2 separate regions of the Mus musculus genome follow, and region 1 is linked to region 2. A link is a contact called in public ChIA-PET data. All regions are on one chromosome and are shown on one strand. Each heading gives the region's core, a stretch centred on a gene start, on an enhancer-like site or on the middle of the called end of the contact. The rest is flanking DNA. Distances are from core to core; before and after follow the strand shown. Region 1 has its middle 27 kb from the start of Gm45988. Region 2 holds the start of Klf13 (Kruppel-like factor 13).

Region 1 (7,156 bases), core at 4,456-6,955, 160 kb before region 2:
GACTGAGCCCTTGTGCACCAGGGGCTGCTGTCAAGGTCAGCTGCAGGAGCTCCTAATACCCCTTTCACCTGGCTCCTGCCTTAGCCCCTGAAGCTTTCCTTCAGGGTAGCAAATCCCTTTGCCTATGCATTGCACCCTGGGAGACTGTGTCCTTTCTGGCCAATGAGAAGTACAAATTTGCCAGGCTGAGAACCTTGTGGGGAGGGGGTTTCCAGTGGGGGGATTCTTCAGGGAATGTGCTCTTCTTCCTATCTGCTGCTTCCTTCCTCGCCCCCCACCCCCACACACACCGTGTCACCTGCCTGAGATCTGGATGTGCGTAGGCTGCTTTCCAAATGTGAGGATAAAAACAATTCACTAGATATGGAGCCTTAGGAGTCTATGTCCCCAAGGGTGTCACAGACCTCTGTTTCATCCTGAACCACTCACTACCAGCTTTCTAAGTATTGAAAGAGAGAGAGAGAAAGGAAGGAAGGAAGGAAGGAAGGAAGGAAGGAAGGAAGAGAGAAAGAGAGAGAAAGAGAGAGAGAAAGAGAGAAAGAGAGAAAGAAAGAAAAAGAGCCTCACTTATGACTTTACTGTTTTACAGTTTTCTTCACACTCAGGGGAGATTCTAACCAAGAATCCCCACTTGGATGTTTCTAGATCCATTAAAAGGGAAATTTCCCAGAAGAGGCCATGCTAATAGGATCCAATGTGCACTAGAGGCATGCACCATTGAGTGTCAATGAGCCTGAGCCTTCACACTCACTGATGTTGATCTAACTTCATTTGGGACTTAATGAAAACAGGGATTACTTGAGAGGAACAAAATGTACTCCATGGATTACACGTGAGAGACCTAAACAGAATATTTGGCAAAAAAAAAGGCCAGGTTCCAATGAGTCTGGTCCTCTCATGTGAGACTCAGGGAACAAGTTGCTGCAGAACAGGGAAGCTACAGTTAGGGCCAGTCCATCAGGAAAACAAAGGTGTGTCCTCTTGGGGCTGCTGGGTGCCCTAACCCTCCCACAACTCCAGGAAGAACATAGGTGGTGTCATGGTGAAATTGTCTTGTTTTCTATGTTCATAAGAAAGAGTCGTCCTACTGACTTTTTGAGACAGGGTTTTTCCATGTAACAGCCCTGGCTGTCCTGGAACCTACTTTGTAGACAATGCTGTCCTTGAACTTGTAGCCTCCCCCAGCCTGAAGCAGGCTGGTACAGACCTTGTCGCCACTGAAGTGGGGCCACCAGCGGTGCAGCTTTCCGACTTGGCTGGCTCCTTTTGAAGTAACAACTGCCCTGCTCTTCTGCTACCTGCTAAACCTGTCTTCCTGAGACATTCCTGAATAAGCAACCAACCTGGCGACCAAGTGCTGAGGCATGGCAACAAAGCACCAAGGATGGACTGGGGGTGGGGGGTGGGGGGTGGGGGGGATGGGTCTTCCCCCTTATAAGCACCGTCTCTTAGTAAACTCGGGGGCCTTGATCAGAACATTTGTCTTGGCTTCATTAACTTTTCTCACAGTCTAAATCTTTTTCAGCCCCAGCCTGCCTTTCAGAAATACCCGGTTCATGTAGGCCGCGGGTTGGCTTACAACAGAACTCACGCAGATCTGAGTGTTGTCACACGGCCTCCAGAGTGTTGGGATTAAAGGTGTGCACCACCATGCCTGGCCCTCTGCTGATTGTTAATAATAACTAGACCTGACTTCCTATTTGCATTAGGTGCTTTGGACTTGTCCTTTCCTGCTTCTCCCTGAGAAGTCCAATTAGGCATCCTAGAAATAACAAATACAATCAAAGAAGAACTCAGAGAGGTATAAGGTGAGAGCAAACTAGGGACCCAACATCAAAAGATGACTTAGACCCCGAGCCTCCCGAAATCAGGGTAAGGTAGTCAAGGCAGGCTCCTCCCTGCTCCACCTGGAGCCTGAGTTCCACCCTACTATTGTTGGAGTTCTAAATGTCTCCCACAGACTTATGGTTTGAACACGTGCTACTGAACTGCTGGTGCCATTTTGGGAGCCTGTGGAAATGTTAGGCAGGACAACATAGCTGATGAAACTAGGTTACCAGGCATGGGCTTTTGAAGGTTGTATCTAACTCTCCTGTGTCCTTTCAGGATTTATGCCTCTTAGGCTGTTTTGATGAGAAAAGACACCACCACAGAGTCCTTCTACCATGAACTGAGCTACAACATCATCCCTTCCTGTGAGATGGAACCATGGACCAAAAAAGACCTATTCTCCTTAAGTTTTTCTCTCCGGTATTGTCATAGCAACAGCTTCCAATTTTTAAATCGAAAATGCCTCCCACTGAGCCTCCCCCCAATGTTGTGAATGCTTAGTCTCAAATGTGTGGAACTATTATGAAGGCTGTGGGGTGTCTTTAGGAAGCGGGGCTGGTCTGGTAGAAGTCATTCTCTAGGGGTGGATCATTGGAAGTTGGTCTTTGAAGGTTATACCTGCTTCTGGCTCTGAATTGGTCTCCCTGTTGCCATCTGAAGATGAACATGTCAGTCATTTAGATGAATTATCCTCCTTATTTCCCCAATTTTGACAAACTGAAACACCTCTGAAACCGTGCACCAAAACAAATGTTTCTTCCTTAAGCTATTTCTATGAGCTATTTTGTCATAGCGGTAAAATATAGTAATACAGAAAATCGGTCCACAGTGAAGTGGGGCCATTGCTGATAAACTTTACCATCTGTTATAAGCTTTTAGAGACAGTTTGTGGATAGAATGTAAAAATTTTGTAGCTGTGGACTAGGAGACTCTAAAACAGTGCTTCTCAACCTGTGGGTGGTGACCCCTTTGAGGGTTGAACAACCCTTTTATAAGGATCACCTAAGACCATCAGAAAGATACTTACATTATGATTCATAACTAGCAAAATTACAGTTATGAAGTAGCAATGAAATAATTTTGTGGTTGAGAGTCACACAACATGAGGAACTGTATTACAGCGTCACAGCATTGGGAAGGTTGAAAACCACTGGTCTGATATGTTATAAACAGGTTAATGGAGAATGCACGTGAGATGATTCAGAAGATCAGAATGCTGCAGGCAATCGAGATGGCTCCTAAGGTTTGAATGGGAGCAAGAATTCTGTCACTAAACAGACAAGGGGTCATCTGCATTACACTCTGTAGAAGAAAACTTCTTCCCATTTGGCCCTGAAAGTCTGAGTGAAGCTGAGTTCAGAGCAATATATTAATTCTTTGACAAATGAACTTTCAAGACGATGTATCAGGGCTGTGGTGTTCTTATTGCTTTTAGTGAGATTTACAGTGAGAATCTGGCAGAAATGGCTGGGAAAAATAACAGAAAGGTACAAAACACCACCTGTGAATTAGGGAAAGGAGCTCAAGGATACTTACAACTGGGACAGGGTATGTGTGTATGTATGTATGTATGTGTGTATGTATGTATGTATGTATGTATGTATGTATGTATATTTAGAGATGGTGTTTCTCTCTGTAGCCCAGTGATCTGCTTGTCTCTGCCTCCTGAGTGCTGGGATTAAAGGTGTGCACCACCATGCCTAGCTCAACCATCTGCCATTGTTAATGAGATTAAAGCATGAAAAAGAAGCCACATATTTTATACTAGAACACAAGGCTAGGTGGTTCAAGAGCACGTGCTGTACAAATGTAAATTCATTCAAAAATATTTCAGTGGAAAAAAACTGTGGGGGTGAGGAGGCAATGCTTAAATAGAGAGTCTCCAGGATGTCCTGCTGTAAGGGGCCATGCAGGGAAGCATCTCTCCAGGTTCACCATGCAGGCACTTATAGACCAGTGCCACTGTGGTCAAAGGGGAGGTGGCTACTTCTGAAGCTAGCTGCAGAATTTGCTATCAGCAATGCAAGAGTTATGGGTTCATGGGGGCTTGTACCAAGAAGGGAATAGGTAATATGTAGAGTGATCAGATTCCTTTCATTTCCCTAAGCTCTTGAGTGAGGGATAGGGAAAGCTGTAGTGGTTTCATTTAAGCATCTAGGATGTTGGACATGTTAGCAAACTGCTGAGGGGTTGTTGCCGAAAATATTAAAAATGAACCAGCCAACTCTCCATTCTCCTGCTTCTCTCAACCTGCCAACTCTCTGGCAGGCCACCCCCCCATCCCCAGTTCTTCTCACTTTCATGCATTGCTCCCCCCACGCACCCCATGGTCACCCATCACAACACCCAATTACCCGGTAGAATTAAAACTCTTAAAGCTATACTTAACCAATCAGATTTATGTATCGATGAAATCACAATTTACAAGGTGCCAATAGAATAATTTCAGAGCCAATTGATAATGATAAAAGCTTTATACCAATTATTCTAACCTTATTATATCATAACTGTGGCTGGTTCAAGCCACGCTGGTTCATATCTGCCTCCATTCTCCTTTCTCCTCCTCTGAGAGCTCTCCGTCTCTGCTACTATTAGCTCCACCTCCCTTTTCCCTGTCCAATCACAGGCCTCCTCAGCAGTAACGTAATTGGACAGGGAAAATCCTGCAATAAGGGATGGCTTAGGCACTGGGTGTAGCAGACTCGAGAGAGGCCATGTATGTTATAAATGTAGGAACATAAGCTGCTCAACACGGTTGGAGCCCTGGTGATGACACTGTGCCCTGAATGTCAGACATGAGGCTGTAGGATTTGATCTTCTGGAGTTTGGTCTTATGTTGGTTCTTTCTTTCTTGTTATCGTCCTCTCTGGAATGGGAACTCTCTTCTGTGCCTATACCACAGCGTGCATGTGAAGTCAGAGGACAACTTGCTGGAGTCAGTTCTTTTCACGTGGGTTCTGAAAATCAAACTCTGGTTTGGGAGCTTGGCAGCCAAAGCCATTACTCCTGGCGCCATCTTGCAGGCCTGAATTTAGCTTACGGTTTTGAAGGGATATAGTCCACCATGATGAAAGCATGGCTACCTACAGTAGGGTGGGTACCTAGAACCCTTGTAACCGTAGTCGGGAAGCAGAGAGAGGACAGAAAGTGTGGCCAGGCTATAAAAACCTCAAGATTCACTGTAACTCATTTCCTGCAGTGAAGCCCCACCATCTACAATAGACAACCTTCCAAAACAGCACCACCATCTGTATTCATGACTCTGTGGGGAATGTTCAATATTCAAATCACAACAGAGACCAGTACAACCGCACAAAAGTAACCAACGCAATCAGCAAAGCCATCAACGGCAGCAGAAATGTAGGCGAGCTGATCAGAGACCCTGCTGGTGATCAGCACCCTGTGGAAGGGCTTTCCTTCCCCAGCAAGTCCAAGGACACCGCCCCACCTCTCATTTCATGGCATGGGAGATGCCCTGAAAGAACAGAGGTGGCCTGCATCGGCAAAGAGGATTTCACCTTGTCAAGAGCTCATCCCAGGAAACATCTTTGTCCCTCCAGGACTGTGACACCAGATAGTGAACAGTGCAGTCAAGATAAACGCAGCCACAAAACAAGTGTTCCTTCCCTGCACAAGTGCAGAGCCCAGGAAGAACACTTGGCCTCTTAAGGCTGGACAGTTCTTCCTTCTAGAAACAACAGCTGGGGCTGAAAAGGGTCTTTCTGAGTTCTCAAGCAGCACCCAAAGGAACCCATGGGAGAGCAAGACACATGAGAAAAACAAAAACAAAAACAGGCAAACAGACACAGCACCACAAAGGCTCTGAAAATCAGATGTCAGGCAACCGCAGCCCACAAAGCAGGTCACACCTGCACTGCTGAACCTAACAGCATAACTACAAATAGAGAAAAGTTAGGTGTGGTCTGGGTTGTCCTCAGAGAAGAGTCAGCCTTTCACACTACAATGACAAAAACATCCAGCATACTAAGAACCAAGAACACTGAAATTTGGAAAAAAGAGTAATCAACTATAGCACTGAGAAGAAAGAATCAGGTCTTAGAATTATTTAATAGAAACATTTTAAGCAGTCATGATCAAAACTGATTCAGTAATTAATTGCAAACGAAACCTCAACAAGGAAACAGGAATTATAAAAATAACCAAGTGCTAATTACAAAACTGAAAAGCTACTGCAAAAGGGATAACAATCCACTCAAGGAACTTATGTGAAAATGCAAATGGACTAATGAAATTTACTCAGTTTGAGCAATGAGGGAAAAAAATAGCCTGGGAAGATAAACAAAGTCTTTGCAACTAGTTGTGAATAAAACAAAAAAACACAGCGTTGTGAGTCTTAGGAGACAGCTCTGATAGCATAAGATGGGAGTCCCATCTCCAGGACCCACATTTAAAAAGTCAGGAGTGGTAATGAGTGCTTGTAATCCCAGCTCCAAGAGGCAGAAACAGGAGCATATAGACAATCTAGCCTATTGGCAAGTTCCAGACTAGTACAAGAAAAAATGACAGTTGAGGCAGACCTCTGGCCTTCATACACTTACTTGTGCAGACACACACGCTTTGGAATGTGGTGTTGGCACAATGGAGCATACCTACATAATAAAACACAGCACCGCGAAGACAAAATGAGTCACTATGATGTTATATCATTATGGCAACAGATGGATCACTGTGATGGCCAAATGGAGTGCTGTGATATTACAAATCAGCAGATGATTACACTGGAGAACATTATGACATCACAACATTGGCTTTGTGATGACACCATGAAGTATCATTATGACACAATGAAAGATCATGATGTCACCACTGAGCTTGGTGATACCACACTCCTGCATTTCCATGGCACAGTGGAGCACTCTGTTAAAACAATGGAGCATTGTGATGTCACTGTGTCCTACTGTGATAGCAAATGGAGTTGTGTGCAAAATTGTAATGGTGCACGGGAGTATAGCGATGGCACTGGGAGCATTTGTGTACCACAATGGGTCACTGTGGCATCACAATATACTATAGTGATGAAACAATAAGACATTGTAATGAAACGGCACAGCACTACAATGGCAGTTTGCAGCATTTTGAGTCAAGATGGAATGTTGAGATGTCACAATGAAGCCCTTCGATGGTTCATTGTGATTTATGACATATTAGCACAATAACAAGCATTGTGGTGGCTCACTGGAGTATTGTGATGCCACAAGTAAGTATTATAGTTGCATGTCAAGAATCAGCTCTGTGATGCAAGAATAAACACTGTGACGGCAGAGTGGGTCATTTTTGAAAGAGAATGGCATCATATCACCAGCCC
Region 2 (6,347 bases), core at 1,810-4,309:
ACTGAGATGGATCAGAAGTCCTGTGTCAAGTGGCACCTTTCACTGTGGCCTTCTGTGTAGTGTGCTAATTGGATCCTTGAGCAGCTATGGATGTCAGACTGTTTTGATCATTCTCTGTGGCCTGGTTAGCTCAGCCCAAAAGCCTCTTTTAGGCTCCTGGCTCCCTGTGCCATGGAATCCCCGAAAGGGGTGTGTAGGTATCAGTAGGCACATGCGCACTACTGCCTCTGACGCTGGGGACTCATCTGTCTCCTTTAGATAGAGACAGTCTCTCCTCAGGAAGAGGAAGGGGAAGGAAGCTGTGAGGCTACATGGAGCTGGCAGCCGATCTAAACATCTCTCAACAGACTCTAGTACAATCATTTATCATCATTCTTAGTTCAAGTCCCTTTCCCTTCCACATCCAGTGTCACCATTTGTGAACCTTGTGGGGAAACTTTCCTTCCTAGTTCAGGCTTTCATTTTCTTAGGTCTATGGGTACATTTCAGCTTTACTGGCTGCAGCTGCTTCTTCTGCTCTTGTCCATGTTCGTGTCTTACAGTTGAGGTTTCTAGCTTATATCTGAGGTTGTTTCAGAGGTTCCAAATGGAACAACTACCACCGTCACACAAAAAACTTCACCCGTCATTAGTCCTCTTATGGTTCATTTGCTCCCACTTGGTTCACTCTGATCTGTTTTGTTTCAGTTTCTCCTTTTCTTTCCAGCTAAAAGGAAACATCCCTATCTCATTTACCCATACTATTGTTATCAAGATCCTACTAGCACAGAAACATGGACCTAGAGCTATGAGATATTTACTGGAGAGTAGAGCTGTACCCCTAGGATATTTCTATCTGGGTTTGGGACAAGAAAGGCCTCAATTTTGAGACCCCAATCATTTTGTACTTGGTGAGTGAACTGGTAAGAAACCACTCAAGGTAATGCCTCTTGTATATAATATCCAAAGGAGAAAACCCTTTGGGAGACCATCAGGAAGAAAGCTTGGATGGGGTATGTCAGAAGGGTTGATTGATGCAGTTCTATCCTAGAAACCTATAATGTAGGAGTCCAGTGAATATGTATGTCCCAGGAAGGTCCACCGTGGAGGACACCACCAAAAAGTGTTTTTGTTTGTTTGTGTTTTTGTTTTGTTTTTTTGGTTTTTCGAGACAGGGTTTCTCTGTGTAGCTCTGGCTGTCCTGGAACTCCCTTTGTAGACCAGGCTGGCCTTGAACTCAGAAATCCACCTGCCTCTGCCTCCCAAGTGCTGGGATTAAAGGCGTGCGCCACCACGCCCAACCAAAAAGTATTTTATGTACTGCAGAATGCCCCTGGCTGCAGAGGGACAGAAAGACATGCATGGACTGAAAGGCAGTGTAGGGGCCAGCTCTTTCCCAATGAGATGACTGTCTGTGGCATGTGGTGGGAACAGAGGAGCAATCTGAGTCATCACTTGGTCAGGACACAGTCTCTTAAATGCCATCAACATAATCTGCCTGGAACAAAGATGACTACTTTCTGCCAAGTGGAGACCCTCCTACAAAGCCCTGATCCAGCTTCTCCACAAAACAGCAGCCCAATGGTGTGGAAATTCAGGGTGTGTGCTCACACTCGGGGTGTTCAAACGTTAACCTAAAGTTTCACAACTGAAAATTCCAAATTGTTCAGTTTCCTCAATTATCAGAAATCAAAGTCTTTTCTATTTTAGGCTCCCATTTAACTTGGGGAAGAACTTGAAATCAGAGCCATGGTTCTTAATTTTCACCAGTAGTGAGGTGACTGACCCTTCTTTAGCTCACTGGGGTCGACCAACCGGCAGTCGGGTCTCCCTGACTTGGTGGCTGACTTATTTTAAGGTATCATCCACAATGAAAAGGAGAGGCTGCTGATCCTACCCTCACAGGTCAGAGGCCAGTTGCGGCCAAAGTCTTTTGAGTGTGTTAAGATTGGTTCAAAGGCAGTTGGAAGCTACGGGTCTCTCTGATGATGGCCTAGTGTTCAGAGAGGAAAGAACATGAATGTGTGTCTAGACTTTAGAGCAAGGTGGCCTAGTTGGAAGGCCCCGGCAGGACGCAGCGGAGCATTTCCTTCAGAGGCCCAGACAGTGGATGGGTGGGGCGCCCTGGGCGGGGTCCTCGCAGCTGGTGGTGTTTGAAGCCTCCAGGACCGCGGTGGGAGAGGGGCGGCCTGGAGAAGTTGGCAGCAGGCCTGGGGCAGGAAGGGGGAGGAAGGGGCCCCGTGTTCCCTGAACAGCCGCGACCGCAGCCCCAGCACGTAGCTCACTCCCTCAGCATTGGCAGTGGTGGGTCCTGCATCAGCCAGGTTAACATAGGCTCAAGGGCAGTTCGGCCGCGCGGGGGCGGGGCGGCCCCAGTGGTGACAAGGCTCGGGCCAAGGTTGCGTAGAGAACCGGAGCTCAATAGGAGCGGGGTGAGGAGGTGGCTGGAGATGGGCAATGCAAACCCGGCCACCAGAGAACTCCGCTGCGGTGGGGTGAGGCTCGGTAATGTCCCGCCCATAGGCGAGGTCGGCCGCTTAGGTCCCATAGGGACCGATACGCCACCTTGCCCGCACTCCCGGCGGGCGGAGCGACCACAGGGTGTCTTGCTCAGTGTTGCCATCCTCGTGCCACCCACTGCTGCCTGCTCACAAAAGCTCTGGCATGGAAAGGGCCGGCGGGGTTCCCGCTGCGGGAGGCACGCGCCCCAGCCCTGCGCCGCTACACAGCGGCCCGCCACCCTCGGACGTCATGCGTCTGCGCGCCGCGCGCCCGGCTCCGATTTCCGCCCCTCCTCTTGCAGGCCCAGGGGCACGCCCACTGGCGCGCGCAGGTCCCGCGGCCAGTAGAACCCTCTCGAGGACCGGATTGGCTGCATAAAGTACTCAAGAGCCAATGGAGTTCGCGTCTACCACTGGCCACGCCCCTCCTGAGGCGCTCCAGGCTCCCCGCCCCCTTCGTGCGCGCTGCTCCCTGCGGCCGCTGCCGCCTGTAACCTGCGCCGCCAGGATGTGGCTGGGGGCTGACGTCGGGTCCAGATGTGGCCCCGGCCCCGCCCACCCCCGGGGCCGGTCCGCCCACACCGAGCCGCGGCGCGCACGGAGGCTGTCCCGCCTGCCACAATGCACGGTGGAACTGCGACCACAACTTGCAGGGGTCGTGCCTAACGTCGCCTCCGCTCGACGTCCCTAAGACAGGCCGACTCTGACGCCGCACGCGGACCCTCCTTACTGGAGCCCCCCATGCGCTCACCCTCCAGTGCCCGGCCAGGCGGACGCGGAGCCGCGCGGGTGACGGCAGAAGCGGCTACGCGCCCAGCCTAGCCCAGCCCAGCCCAGCCGGAGAAGAGGGCGCGCCGCGCCCCCGCCCCCCGCCGCTCCCGGAGGCCGTGGGTGCGGATGCGCCGCTGACGACTCCTGCGAGAGCACCGCGCGCCCTAGCCCGCAGCATGGCAGCCGCCGCCTATGTGGACCACTTTGCCGCCGAGTGCCTCGTGTCCATGTCCAGCCGCGCAGTCGTGCACGAGCCGCGGGAAGGACCTGAACCCCGGCCCGAGGGCGCGGCCGCCGCCGCCCCCACACTGCCCCGCGTTGACGAGCGCCGCGACGGCAAGGACAGCGCCTCGCTTTTCGTGGTGGCTCGGATCCTAGCGGACCTCAACCAGCAGGCGCCGGCGCCCGCCCCCGCGGAACGCAGAGAAGGGGCCGCTGCGCGCAAGGCGAGGACCCCCTGCCGCCTGCCGCCTGCGCCCCCTGCGCCGCCACCCGGCCCAGAGCCCGCCTCCCCGGGACAAGCAGGCGCGCCGGCCGCGCCCCCCAGCCCCGCGTGGAGCGAGCCGGAGGCGGCATTGGAGCAGGAGCCCGGCCCCGCGGGGAGCGGCGAGCCTGGCCTCAGACAAAGGGGTCGGCGAGGCCGGAGCCGCGCGGACCTCGAGTCCCCGCAGAGGAAGCACAAGTGCCACTACGCGGGCTGCGAGAAAGTTTACGGGAAATCTTCGCACCTCAAGGCGCACCTGAGAACTCACACAGGTCAGTGGGGCGGCGGGGACGCCGCGAACGCGCGGACTAGGGACTGCTTGGGACCGGCCACGCCCCCAGAGCTTCGGGCCCAGCGCTAGAGGGGGCCGGGGCCGAGGGCGGGGAGCCATGAGCTGAGGGCGATCGCAGCCGCGCCCCTGTCCTGGCGCTCTGGCCTCGCGTGACGCTGGCCGTGGCGCTTGGAGCCGGCGCCCTCTCGGCGACCGCGCCCCCATCGGGCACGCCCCCTCCCAGGCTCTTGGGGCGGGGCCGCGGGGGTAGATGTCGTCATCCGGGCTGCGGGCGGCGCGGGCAGGTGCGCTAGAGGTGGTTGGGGGGGGGGGCAGGCGGCGCTCCCTTTTGGGGCGTAGGTGCTCGGGGAGCTGGAGTCTCGCCACCCCTCTTCCCAGGCCTCCGGGCGGGCTCTGGCGAGGGAGGGGCCGGCTGGGGCGGGCGAAGTTCACGCGGGGACAGGGCTCCCTTCAGCCACTCGGCACATTCTTCGTTCTCTTCTTCCTGTAATTTTTCCAGGGCTCTAAGGTTTAATTTGTCGCAACCCGACCCAGCGGCGGCGCTGGCCGACGCGGGGGGCGGTCCCAGTCCTCGCTCCCTACCCCACGGCTCTTTGTGGGAGCCCCAGCCCATCCGGCCGGCGGGGGCGCGCCCGGCCGCAGGGGGCTGCGCTTGCTCTAGGAAGGCGCGCTCCGTTCACTGACCTTTCTGATCCAACTCTCACTTGCTCTTGGGCTGTGTGCAGGCAGGTGGCACCTGTACCAGGGCGGCCGGCCTGAGCCTGAAACCTGGGATGGCGTGAGGTCACTCGCCTCTCTGGTTTCCGGGGACCGCTTCGCAGCTCGACTCTTGGTAGTTGATGTCGAAGTCCGACTTCCCCCCTCCATTTTTGGTGTTAACACAAACATTTAGGGTTGGTTGGGGTTTTTTTGTTGTTGTTTTTTCCTTTTTTGAGCTCACAGAAACTCTTTCGTAACAGTTAACTCTCAAGTTCACTGCAAAAAATACTTAATTCCGTTACTTTGTTACCGGGGTCTGTTCTTTTCGTTGTTGTTGTTGCTAACAGTTAAGTGACCGACCGAGAAGCTCTAGACATGCAAGTCGTGGAGACTAGAGCTCAAGGCCCGTGTGTTCATAATGGAACGAGCCGGAGCTCTAGGCCAGGGAGGTGTCAGAACTTTCTCTATAGAGGCCGGGGGTTGGGGGGGGGGTCCTCAGCCCTTATCTGTGGTCCCTCAAACCACGTGGCAGGTGATGGGATTGAGTGAAGACTGTCATCTCCCGGCATTCGGAGTCGAAATTAATGGTCTGTGAGCCCAGAAGGTGGGTGGGGTTTGTGTAGGGTTCCCAGTTCTGCTCGGGAAAGCCGCTGCTGGGGTGGGTGTGGCCATGGGGGAGGAGCAGAGAGCTTGGTTCAGAACTTGATGGACCAAGAGTGCTGAGTTGGGGCGGGGGTGTTCGGCGAACTATCGAATTGAGAAATCTTGGTGCAGAATATTTCACCGTGGTTTCCCACTTGCAGCACCCGGTAGCCGATCTGGTGAAATGCAGAGGGCTTGCCTGAGGGGAGGGGCTGGATGTCGTGGGCGGGTTGGGTCCAAGATGTTTTTCCTTTTTGGCTCGCTCCTCCTTTCAGTCTCAGTTGGCGTTTAGAAAACGTTTGGGGGCGCTGGGGACCGCATCTTCCGTAATGGAAAGGGAGCCATTCTCTTCGGAGCGCCAGGAAACTCAGAGCAGGTAGAAAGAATAGAGTCGGCCTTCTTTTTAGTGCCAATAGTGTGCTATTCGGTTTGTTTTAAGAGTAGGTAATCGGAGCCGCTCTCCATATGTGCCGAGGGAGGGAGGCTGCACCTCTGGGGTTGTAAGGTTCCAGGCCCTCTTGAGAGCGGGGTTAGGGAGGCCTGTAGATGTCTAGGCTGCATCTTATTTGGTACCCAGGTGAGTCTGATGATGAGAGTTGCCCATTTCAGATGCCTGCTCCTGGGTGGAGTCTGGTTCTGCCTCTAATCCGGGAAGCCCTGGGAAGCCATTGCTAGACCTTGAAGCGCTTAAGTAACTCATGTTCTTAAGAGACAGGGTGTTTCTTGGGCACAGAAAGGATTCAGCAAGATGGTCCCAGGGAGTGACTTAATCTTCTCAGGACTTCCGAGTAGGCTCTGGCTCTGGGGCGGTTTGGTTTGTGGATCTTACTTAGTAGGGTACTGGCTGACTGATGCCTTGCCACATCTGCTCCACCCGAATACCCCCCTCGAGAATAATAGTGGCAGGAGTGATAATTTTCACCGCTTTAGCTAAAGGTAGCCGGCAATTTTCCCAAGCCTCGCTGTGGTTTGGTGGCTT

What was found. ChIA-PET counts read pairs in DNA pulled down with a chosen protein or histone mark.
Region 1: a contact with region 2 is called in an RNA polymerase II ChIA-PET map of memory CD8 T cells, with 1,135 read pairs. The contact joins the enhancer-like site here to the promoter of Klf13 in region 2. A contact is called at or near these places in 5 of 115 datasets of contacts at active chromatin or transcription factors (the SCID.adh cell line, bone marrow-derived macrophages, double positive thymocytes and 2 more) and 3 of 9 other capture datasets (adipose tissue, liver and macrophages).

Annotation. Positions count from the first base shown.
Region 1 is chr7:64,100,385-64,107,540 of GRCm38.p6, reverse strand. No RefSeq gene overlaps it. Among named protein-coding and RNA genes, the nearest start is that of Gm45988, 27 kb to the left of the region's middle. Within about 2 kb of position 5,705, at least 25 of the 459 cell types and tissues checked have an H3K27ac peak or open chromatin away from gene starts, as enhancers often do. A contact at or near this core is called in the SCID.adh cell line, double positive thymocytes and memory CD8 T cells, where this site is marked.
Region 2 is chr7:63,935,627-63,941,973 of GRCm38.p6, reverse strand. It overlaps Klf13 (Kruppel-like factor 13), which reads left to right and starts at 3,059. Exons shown (of 2, transcript NM_021366.3): 1 at 3,059-4,007. The coding sequence starts at 3,428.